Linked DNA regions of Mus musculus: regions 2 and 3 are each linked to region 1. Evidence: chromatin contacts called from public Hi-C and Micro-C data. All regions are on one chromosome and are shown on one strand. The core of a region is the stretch at or near the end of the contact, and the rest is flanking DNA. Distances in the headings are between cores, read along the strand shown. Region 1 holds the start of Shb (src homology 2 domain-containing transforming protein B). Region 2 holds the start of Pax5 (paired box 5). Region 3 holds the start of Ncbp1 (nuclear cap binding protein subunit 1).

The links. A called contact is a pair of places that touch in the nucleus more often than the background predicts.
Region 2: a Micro-C map of embryonic stem cells shows a contact between it and region 1, with 5 times the contacts expected there. The contact joins the promoter of Pax5 here to the promoter of Shb in region 1. A contact is called at or near these places in 3 of 484 Hi-C or Micro-C datasets (all in embryonic stem cells).
Region 3: a contact with region 1 is called in a Hi-C map of CD8 T cells, with 4 times the contacts expected there. The contact joins the promoter of Ncbp1 here to the promoter of Shb in region 1. A contact is called at or near these places in 2 of 39 promoter capture datasets (the 3T3-L1 cell line and hippocampal neurons), 7 of 484 Hi-C or Micro-C datasets (CD4 T cells, CD8 T cells, cortical neurons and 3 more) and 4 of 115 datasets of contacts at active chromatin or transcription factors (extraembryonic endoderm stem cells, fetal liver, microglia and 1 more).

The regions. Positions count from the first base shown.
Region 1 is chr4:45,529,139-45,532,314 of GRCm38.p6, reverse strand. It overlaps Shb (src homology 2 domain-containing transforming protein B), which reads left to right and starts at 1,487. Exons shown (of 6, transcript NM_001033306.1): 1 at 1,487-2,753. The coding sequence starts at 2,055.
Region 2 is chr4:44,709,059-44,712,234 of GRCm38.p6, reverse strand. It overlaps Pax5 (paired box 5), which reads left to right and starts at 1,541. Exons shown (of 10, transcript NM_008782.3): 1 at 1,541-1,872. The coding sequence starts at 1,827. RefSeq lists a promoter at 1-1,309.
Region 3 is chr4:46,137,017-46,140,192 of GRCm38.p6, reverse strand. It overlaps Ncbp1 (nuclear cap binding protein subunit 1), which reads right to left and starts at 1,682. Exons shown (of 23, transcript NM_001033201.3): 1 at 1,307-1,682. The coding sequence starts at 1,340. Tstd2 (thiosulfate sulfurtransferase (rhodanese)-like domain containing 2) reads left to right here and starts at 1,718. Exons shown (of 10, transcript NM_173033.3): 1 at 1,718-1,813.

The DNA of each region.
Region 1 (3,176 bases), core at 238-2,737:
CGTTCAGCCTTGTCCTGTGTGCAGAGTTTAAGACTATTTCCTAAGGATGCTAAATGAATAGGTCTCAGGTAAGAAATAAGTGGGAATGTTATCGGAGATTGTTGGGGTTCAGGTAGCAGTGGGGTTTGGGAAATTCAAGTGGTCTTAGGGAACGAGAGAGGCAAGTAGTCTGACTACGTGGGGCTGAGCAGATAGATTGGAGCCTTCGGAGTCATGGGTCTGCCTTTTTCTAGTGTGGTGTCGCTGGAGCCTGAGTCTGGTAGGTCGCAGGGAGAGTTTGGAAGAGGTCACATTGTGCCTTACCAGGTCCCGAAGTCTCAGGATGAGAGTCTGACCTCCAGTACTAGCAGATCCTGGATTTGCTCTCTACTTCGATAGGTTACTGTTCCTACAGGACACAGGAAAAACAGTGTGTCCAACCTATATATAATGTACAGGTGACAGGTGAAATTACGGTCACAGTGTGTTATTTTGGCAAATCACCATTCTGAAGGACGGTTTCAGCTCAGAGGTACTCAAGGGGGATGGGGGGTGGGGCTGGCCAAATAGAACTTCCAAACATATCTAACATCTAGAAGGCAGATATCTTATTTCATTTTCAGGCAGTATTTTGTTCTTGACAAGGCTCCTGCTACCCCCTCTGAGAGCAGACTCAGAAAGCTACCCCCCTTTGGCCTGGGTTTCCTCACGTTTGGATAATAACTCCATTGTCTTAAGTTACATCATCACAGTGCCACCAGATCCTAGTCATCCATGTATAATCTACCTCGGGGCCTCAGTTTCTCCATCTGGAAAACTGTCTCTGGATTAAATAGAGTCTCGCCAGCTCCGGCAACCTTAAGCGTTAAATGTTTACATAGCTGGTTCCACTAGGTTGGCAGTGAACAGGGTTAAAGCCCCACTTCCTAGAAGGTGAAAAGGTAAGCAAACAGTCCGACCTCCCCTTAGCCTTGCTCAGGGATTGGTGCCCCGCCTGGTCCCAGCCGCCTATCCCGTCCGGATCCGTCATCTGGATTGCTAATACACTCATTAGCATAAAGAGTTTTTCCGAAGACCCGGCGCCGGAAAAGCTGAACCGGAGTCTCTGTCCCTTTAAAGAGAAGAGGGACAGCCACTCTCTCATTTTAGGGCATCTCCTCTGCATGGTCCTCTCGGTCAACTAGAGGTCGTGCGTTAGTCCAGCCTGCCTACCACCTCGATGGTGGACATCCATTCCTAGAGTGCACGGCGCGTGGGCCCCCAGGGACTGTGCTGACTGCTTTGGCTTCAAAGAGCCGCAGTCCCTGCTGGAGGGAGGCACGGCCTGCCAAGCCGCAGGACGCGGGCGCCCTAGGGCAGGACCCCGGAGCTGGCGCCCAGGCGGCCGCAGGAGGTGGCTCGTGCAGTCGTGAGGAGGTTCCTGGCTGCACGCGGGGGCGTGGCCTAGGAGGGGCGTGGCATTGGCGGAGGGGTGGGGCCTGCGGGAAGGGGCGGGGCCGCGGCGCTGGGCGGGTTCTGGCGGCCGAGTGTCACACACGCGGCGGCTCGGGAGGCGGCAGCAGAGGCAGCGGCAGAGCCAGGCGCCGCCGGGACGGGCAGGGGCGCGCGGGCTCCGCCAGGCGCCGGCCGCCTCCCTCATTCGTTCGCTTGTTTTCCGACCCGCAGTGGGGCCGGGCTCGCCCCCGTGCACTCGAGAAGCCCGCAGCTGGCCGCGGCTCGCACGGGGCAGGGGCGCGCTCCGCGAGGGTGGGGGCGCTGGGTGCGGGCGTGCGCGGCGGGGGGCGCCTGGCCTTCCGCTCTAGGCGGCCCGGGTCCCTATGAGACACGTCTGTGCGGGGCGCGAGATCCAAAGCTCGGTCGGCGCGCGGCAGGGGCGGAGGGCTGTGCAGCAGCGGCCGGAGCCAGGCGGCGGCCGGCAGGAGGCGGCGGCTGCGAGAACTTGAACTTGGCGACCGGTGCCCCGCACGCCCCCCACCGGGGCAGGGGCGTTGCGGGACTGGGCGACAGCGTTGTCCCCCGAATGGCCGCGGCGGCGGACCGGGCTCGCGCGCCGCGGCCCTAGGCGGCCCTTCGCCATGGCCAAGTGGCTGAACAAGTACTTCAGCTTGGGCAACAGCAAGACTAAGAGTCCGCCGCAGCCGCCGAGGCCGGACTACCGGGAGCAGCGGCGCCGGGGCGAGCGACGAGAGCAGCCCCCGCAGGCCGTGCCGCAGGCCTGCTCGGCGTCCTCGGCGTCCTGTGGGTCGGCCGCCGCCTGCTTCTCGGCCTCGTCGGGCTCTCTGCCCGACGACAGCGGCAGCACGAGTGACCTCATCCGCGCCTACCGCGCGCAGAAGGAGCGCGACTTCGAGGACCCGTACAACGGGCCGGGCTCGTCGCTGCGCAAACTGCGAGCTATGTGCCGCCTGGACTACTGCGGCGGCGGCGGCGGCGGGGACCCCGGCGGGGGCCAGCGCGCCTTCACGGCGGCAGCGGGAGCTGCGGGCTGCTGCTGCGCGGCGGCGGGAGCGGGCGCCGCCGCGTCCTCGTCCTCATCCTCCGGCTCCCCGCACCTCTACCGCAGCAGCAGCGAGCGGCGGCCGACGACGCCGGCGGAGGTGCGCTACATCTCCCCTAAGCACCGACTCATCAAAGTGGAGAGCGCGAGCGCTGCGGGGGACCCTCCGGGAGGCGTGTGCTCTGGCGGCCGTACCTGGAGCCCGACGACCTGCGGAGGCAAAAAACTGCTCAACAAGTGCTCCGCCGAGGAGACCGGAGCTGGTCAGAAAGATAAGGTAAGCTCCAAAGCTATTGGTGCGCTTGGGGAACTGAGGCACTGCCACGTTTCCCATCCCTTGCATCAACTTTGCTCTGGCATCCTGGGGTCTAGGCTACAGCGCTCATTTTGCCAGATGGTGATTAGACTCCGACTCTTTGGTTCCTGCTCCCCAAACGCACCCTTGCGGATCCCAGAGCCAGAGCGAGAGCACCCCGTCTAACTACCCAGAAGACAGACCCAGCCAGCCCTTCCGGCTCCCCCAGTAAAGTTAGCAGCGGCTGGCCTAAAAGAGCATTTACTCTCGTTTACCCCGGGGTCCCTGTAGTGGTCCCCCTCCCAGATGCAGATGGGAATTGAGGTCTAGAATGGGAAAGGGAATCTCCGGGTCGTAGATTTCCTTATTGGCTGTCCCAGAATATCTGTATGTGTGTAAATGCTT
Region 2 (3,176 bases), core at 292-2,791, 820 kb after region 1:
GAAGCGGGAGCAGAGGCCCGGACGCAGACGACAGTCTAAAGCTCCAGGACCGCCAAAAATCAAACCGCAGATGAGACCCGGACCCACAGGCTGCAGGGAGGGGTGGCACAGGGGACTACGCAGACTACTTGGTGGGGGTGGGGGACTCCCGGGAATCCACAGCCACGTTTCCAATTGTGGCGAAATCTGCTCAGTGAATTTGCGATGTCCGGTGCCCACTGACCCCTCCCCCTATCCTCGAACTCTAGGCTCTCTCCCCTAGGTTGCAGCCCAGCCTCGTGACCACCCCCCTCCAAAAAAAAAAAAATCAAACAAACACTCTCGGAGAGCGATTCACTTTCCGAAACTGCCATTGTCCAGTGGCCCTAGAGCGCTCACCCGCCCTGGAGAACCTTCCCCTGCGACCACCCCCGCAACGGGGCTCTATAGGCTTCTCGCGGCCAAACCCAGCCGCTTGGAATTCAGACTGGGGAGGGAGCAGAGTAGAGGAGGCTTGAGCTCGGACGGCAGGGAGCGAGGTTGGACACCACACCTTTACCTAGTTCCTCTGCAACCGATTTTCTCTCTGGAAAATCAAGTCTGGGAACTCGGGGATGCTACAAGGTCTCTTGGCCCGAGGGCAGTGGGATTCCATTTAGGGGCCTGGGTAAGGTGTCCAGAATTTTTGCCTGTTCTCCGAGCCTGCTAGGATGGTTCTGCTTGGCCCGGGTGCTCCAAAAGCAGAGGACCGGGTTTTATCAGCAGCTTTCCGCTGAACCTCTGGGCTCTGGGGTAAAAAGGGTCGAGTTCTAAAGGGGAGATCTGGGACCTGGTGGCTGAATGGGACCTAGATACTGTAGTGATCTGAAGCTGCCCTGGAAGATGAGCCCAGCAGACCTATGGAGGTTGCAATTGAGTTGGGGGTGGGGTAGTTGGGAACCCCGAGGGCGGGCGCCGCCCTAGGGGTGAATCTGAGGATGCTGGAGCATCCCCTGTGGTTGACAATTGTGCTAGTACAGGGTTCAAAACCACTTGCTTGGCAGAATTGTTCTTTCTTTAAAATAAAAAAATGGGCCTACTGGCCCTCACAAAGCAGAGTTTACATGTAGAGCAAAAGCGCACAGGGCCGCGACCCCCAGACACAGGTTTGGAAGCGGGTACGACCCTGTGACTCAGGTTCTCCTTCCCCTAGGCGCGCGACTAACGCCGGGCCGGGCGCAGTCTGAATCTTTCCTTCCCTGCCCCCAACCCCCTATAAAAGTCCAAGGCGGCACCGAGGCGGCATTGCTGCTCTCTGGGCCTCTTGCACACCTTCGGCCAGGCCTGGTCCGCCCCGTCTGGCACGCTGGGCAGGCCGCAGAGCTGACACCCTTTCCCTGGTTCTTGGCCCGCAGTGCGGGGCGGTGCGCCGGGGGCGCGACGTGTCTGGGGACATCTTGTGATGTTGGCGAGAACAGGACATGATCTCACATGGCGAGAAGCTCTTTAGTTCCTTAATCATTTCACGGTGCCTTCGGACGCTTTTTTTCCACCTAAAACGTTTAGTTTCAGCTCAGTGATCAGCTACCCCAGCTCGGCGGGGGAGCGGAAGGCTTCAATTATTCCGACTTGTGAGCGGGCCCCAGCACCAAAAAAAAGAAAGAAAGAAAGAAAGAAAGAAAGAAAGAAAGAAAGAAAGAAAGAAAGAAAGAAAGAAAGAGGAAAGGAAGAAAGAAAAAGAGGGAGAAAAGAAAATAAAACAAAGAAAGAAAAAAGAAAAGAAAAAAGAAAGAAAAGGAAAAAAGACACCCCAAAAAAAGTGGAAACTTTTCCTCGCTGTCCATTTCATCAAGTCCTGAAATATCGAAATGGATTTAGAGAAAAATTACCCGACTCCTCGGACCATCAGGACAGGTAGGAACACCGCGAAACGGGATTCATCCATGCTTACTCTGGGACACTACCCAGTGCTAGTATCCATGCTAATATCCATGCAAGAAGAAAGGTGTGTGTGTTTGTGTGTGTGTGTGTGTGTGTGTGTGTGTGTGTGTGTAGTTTTCTCAGGAAAAGGCCTGTCCTTCTACAGTGCGTTCACATGGTTTTCACTAGTCCGTCAAGGTGTCTTCAAGGAGGCCTGTTTTCTTTGGTTTTGTTTGATTCTGTTTCTGATACTTGTGTTGGTGTTAATCTGGAGATGTTCAAGTTTGGATCTGTGTGCTCACTTGAGGAGATCAATGTGTGCAGGAGTTTGTGTTACCCCAAATAGGTGTTCAGTTTGAGTTTGTACGCCTGTTGGCATCTTTACTAGCTTGTATCTTGCCTTGAGCATATTAGCATGTGTTTATGAGTTAGTGTTTGTGTGCGTTCTTTTTAAGACTCCAAGATGTGTGTTTGTGTAAATTCTGTGTATATAGTTTGATAAGCATCTCACTCACTGGACATCTACTGCTTAAGAGGTCTGGTCATCTCTATATCCCAAGTGATTTTGGAAGTAAGAAAGAGGTGGTTCTCTGACCCCTCCATTTTTGGATGTCAACAGCTGCCCAATGTGTACATACCAATACATACAAAAGTGCTTGTCTCTAGCACTGGTATAGCTCTGGGGCCTACTAGGGGTATAGTATACAACACATGTGCTGCCAGGCCTAAGTCTTATAATATTGAGAGATAGAATCAAAAGTGATGTGAATTCAGGGCAATTAAGCTCTCACTGTGCAGTGTGCACTGTCTCATTAGTGTAGTGTTGCATTTAGCATTTGTGTACAAGGGTCTCCTACAGCAAGCACAACTTTGGTAGGTAAGAACAGTCTGTGGACTACTGATGACATTTTGACAGTGTACACACACACACACACACACACACACACACACACTCCAATCCCTTGCCTTTAGGCTGTCACCTAGATTAGCCTCTGACATTGTGTGTGTATATATGTCACACTGTATGCTCAGGCTTTGTCCTGTGGGTGCTGCTCCAATGAAGGAGAGCACAAGTGGGTGGGTATGTGAGCCTAGCCTGGTCATTCAGCTGGGGTTACTGTATGTACACAGGCCTTCTTGGCACAGTGCCCCTGTGCCTCCCAGAGGCCCATGCAGTGGGTAGCAGGATATGTTTATGTTTGAGATGTGGCAGGGCAGTAGGCCTCTGTCTATGCTAAGACATAACATGGTATGCCATCCTGTTTTGCTCCTTAGACTCTTGGGCCAACCTGTACACT
Region 3 (3,176 bases), core at 433-2,932, 610 kb before region 1:
TCTACACCCTTTACCTCACATTATTCTCCACAACCCCGTGACCTTATAACGAATTGCACTATACCGCTGTGGGGTTTGTCTTAACCCAGGGGAGGGAGCCTCCACTGTTCTACTGCCTCCTACTCCACTGCAAGCACAGAAGCTAGGAAACTGTTTAGCAAGTCGGCACTCCTGATGTATTAGGACATTCTCTCAGGTACTACTGGCAGAAACCTGGGGCTCCACTATATGGGATTCGCTTGGTTGTCTTAACATTCCAAGGGAGGAAGCTAACCCAATTAAACTTGGGGGAGGGAGGGCTTTTTTTCTCAACGATGTCAGCATTTATCTGTGTGTATCACCTCTGAGACATTAGCAGTTGACAAAATAAACATCATCATGAACTACTGGTGAGCACAATATCTCATTTAGCCCCCCGTAGAAACCAAATGGCTTAGTATTATCCACAGTCCACGCTTAGGTTTAAGAAGTCATATGACCCTGACAAGATCACATAGTAAATAATCGAGATGTCGAGCTTCGAACCTAAACCCTTCGGTTCTAAAGTTTTTTCTTGCCTTAACCCTTTGGACCTAACACTAACAGCTCCAAGTGTGTTCTTGAAAGGCAATAATGGTGCAACAAAACAAAATTTATGGCAACACAACGACGTCCTTGCCGGCGACCATCAAAACTGACATGAGAATTAATAATCTGCTCGGGTTTTCCTGCACTTTCTTATAAGGGAAATATGCTTAAAGCCAATCCAACAAAACACCCCGTGCCTGTTTATTAGTGACCTCTGGGGTGTTGGTATTCTTTTTTTGAAGCCTAAAAGAGGGGAATCAGCGGGTGGCAGGTGGAGGAGAAGGGCTCAGATTGCAATACATCCGACCTCTGTCATAGCTTTGTTCTTTTCCTGTCTTCCCAGGGTCCTTTCCAAGTACACCCTGGAGGGCTAAAAGGAAAACACTGGTCCACTAGATATATCTCCTCCACTAAGTGATCCTAAGAGGCAGCAGCAGACAGACACACGTGCGGTTTCCATGATCAGTAGTGAGGGATTAAGTCCTCAGTGTCGCGGGACCCCAGGTCGGATTTGCTCACGGGATTCACCAGGCCTTCCTTTCCCATGACTGAAGGAGATGGGGTAGCAGGGAGGCCGTCGCTTTCCCGAAGCCACTATCCACAACCGAGCCAGCAGCCTCCCTTTGGGGCTCCCCGAGCCCTCCCGGGGAGAAAGGATTCCTATCCGTTCCCGGGAGACTGAAGGCGAGCCCGGCCTCGGTTCTCACCCGGACGCAGTGGCCAGGCCGAGAGCACTTACCATCGTTCTCGTAGCTGTGCCGCCTCCGCGACATGCTGCTTGCTGGTGCGCAGCCGATCTGAGTTGCTAGCCGCCTGCAACCCCAGAACCGTCGGGCTGCCGGCCGGCCGGTGCGCGGTCAGCGGCGAGGCGCGCGGACTGAGCGGCGCGCAGGCGCACTCGCTTACGACGCCTGCCGGAAGCGCGTGCAGAGGGGCACCGGATGGGCTCCGCAGTGGAAGGCCGGCGTCTGCAAGTCCAATTGCGGCCGCCTCCTCCGGCTTTCCACCCCGGGCCCTTCTGGACAGCGAGCTAAATTATCCGGGCCGCAGCGATCCCGCCTCGGCTTTATACAGGCCCGGCGGGATTTTCCCGGCGGCCCCTGCGCCGACGACTTAGGAGACTTCCGGAGAAAGGTGACGGCTCAGGGACTCTCTGCGCACGCGCGCGCCGGGGGGCGTGGGCTCGAGGGCGGGGAGCAGCGCCAAGTTGGTGAAGGGAGACCCAGGAAAGGCCTAGGGTTTGCGGGTAGGTGTTCTCTCTTTCTCTCTCGCCATCCCGCTGTAGACGCCTCGGGAGACCTGAGCGGGGAGGAGGGCAAGCCACTTTCAGCGGTAGGGAATCCAGGCCCGTCCGGCTGAATCTGCTCACTGTAGTCCTACTGCCTACTTCTCCCAGCTGACGGACGCCCCAGCTACTGATCGGTGTGGTTCCAATTGTTCTATTCCTCTGCACGTGTACAGTATGTGGACGTCCTCTGCCCTGTGATGGACACCAAACTGTCTTGTCCATGGTCTAGCCCAAACTTTTCCTTCAGTCTTACCTGTTACAGTAAATGGCCGTTTCGGTAGTTTGCTTAAATCCAAGAATTTAGGGAGGAGTCATTAGCTCCTTCACTTCCTGTGTTACAGTTTATCCACTAACACTGCCTGCTATACTCTGAGAGCAAGTCTAGTCAAACTTATTTACTATGCTTAAAACTCTTCACAGACTTAAAGCAATATTTTATGTATTTGTAAGTCTGTACATCATCCTGGAACTGGAGTTTCAGACTCTCTGTGAGCAAGGAGGAGAGTGCGCGGGAGCGGGGTGGGGGTGCTGAATCCCGGGTCTTCTGCTAGAGCAGTAAGCACTCTTAACCAGTGAGCCATCTTGCCATCTTTCCGGCTCTACTTCTCTTTGTTTATTTTAAAGATTATCGTTTTTCTATTCTTTTCATTTATTTATTCGTACATGCAAGCAATCCATCTTTCCAGGAATTTCCACTGCGAATTCCAAACTATGGCTTCTTGGGTTCTGTTCCCGTCATTGTGTGTAAACCACCATGTTCTTCTGCTAAAGTCCAGCTTGTTCACATTTTAGGAATCAAGACTTATTTTCTTTATCTGTTGGTCTCTGCTCTGAAATTTACATGACTAACTGTCAGGGACCTACAGAGTTATTTCTCTGACTCCTCAACTCTTGCTTTATTTCATTCAGCAAGTACTATATTGTATTAATTAACATTTGTCACCGTCTGTACATGGGACAACGAGACGGTGTTCAGGATACTGAAGCCCTAAGTGACCCTCTCAGGAATGATCACAGGTACTGTAGTCTGACGGACTTAATAGCAAAGGGCGAGTGGTACAAATTATCACTCATCCTTTGCTATTGAGGACAGATTATCCAGAGTAAGACTTTGGAAGAGTCCTCCAAGAAAGGATTTTAATATATTCTCATCTGGCTCCAGTTGCCTGAAATGAGCCAATTCGAGCCAGATGAGAATATATTAAAAATGGGTTTATTGGGAATCTGCTCTCAGGTGAGTTCACTGACCGCTACCAGGATTGAGACCAGGGAAGTCACTATGGGGATGGGGGTGGAGGAGGGAAGAACACAGGAGCAAAGA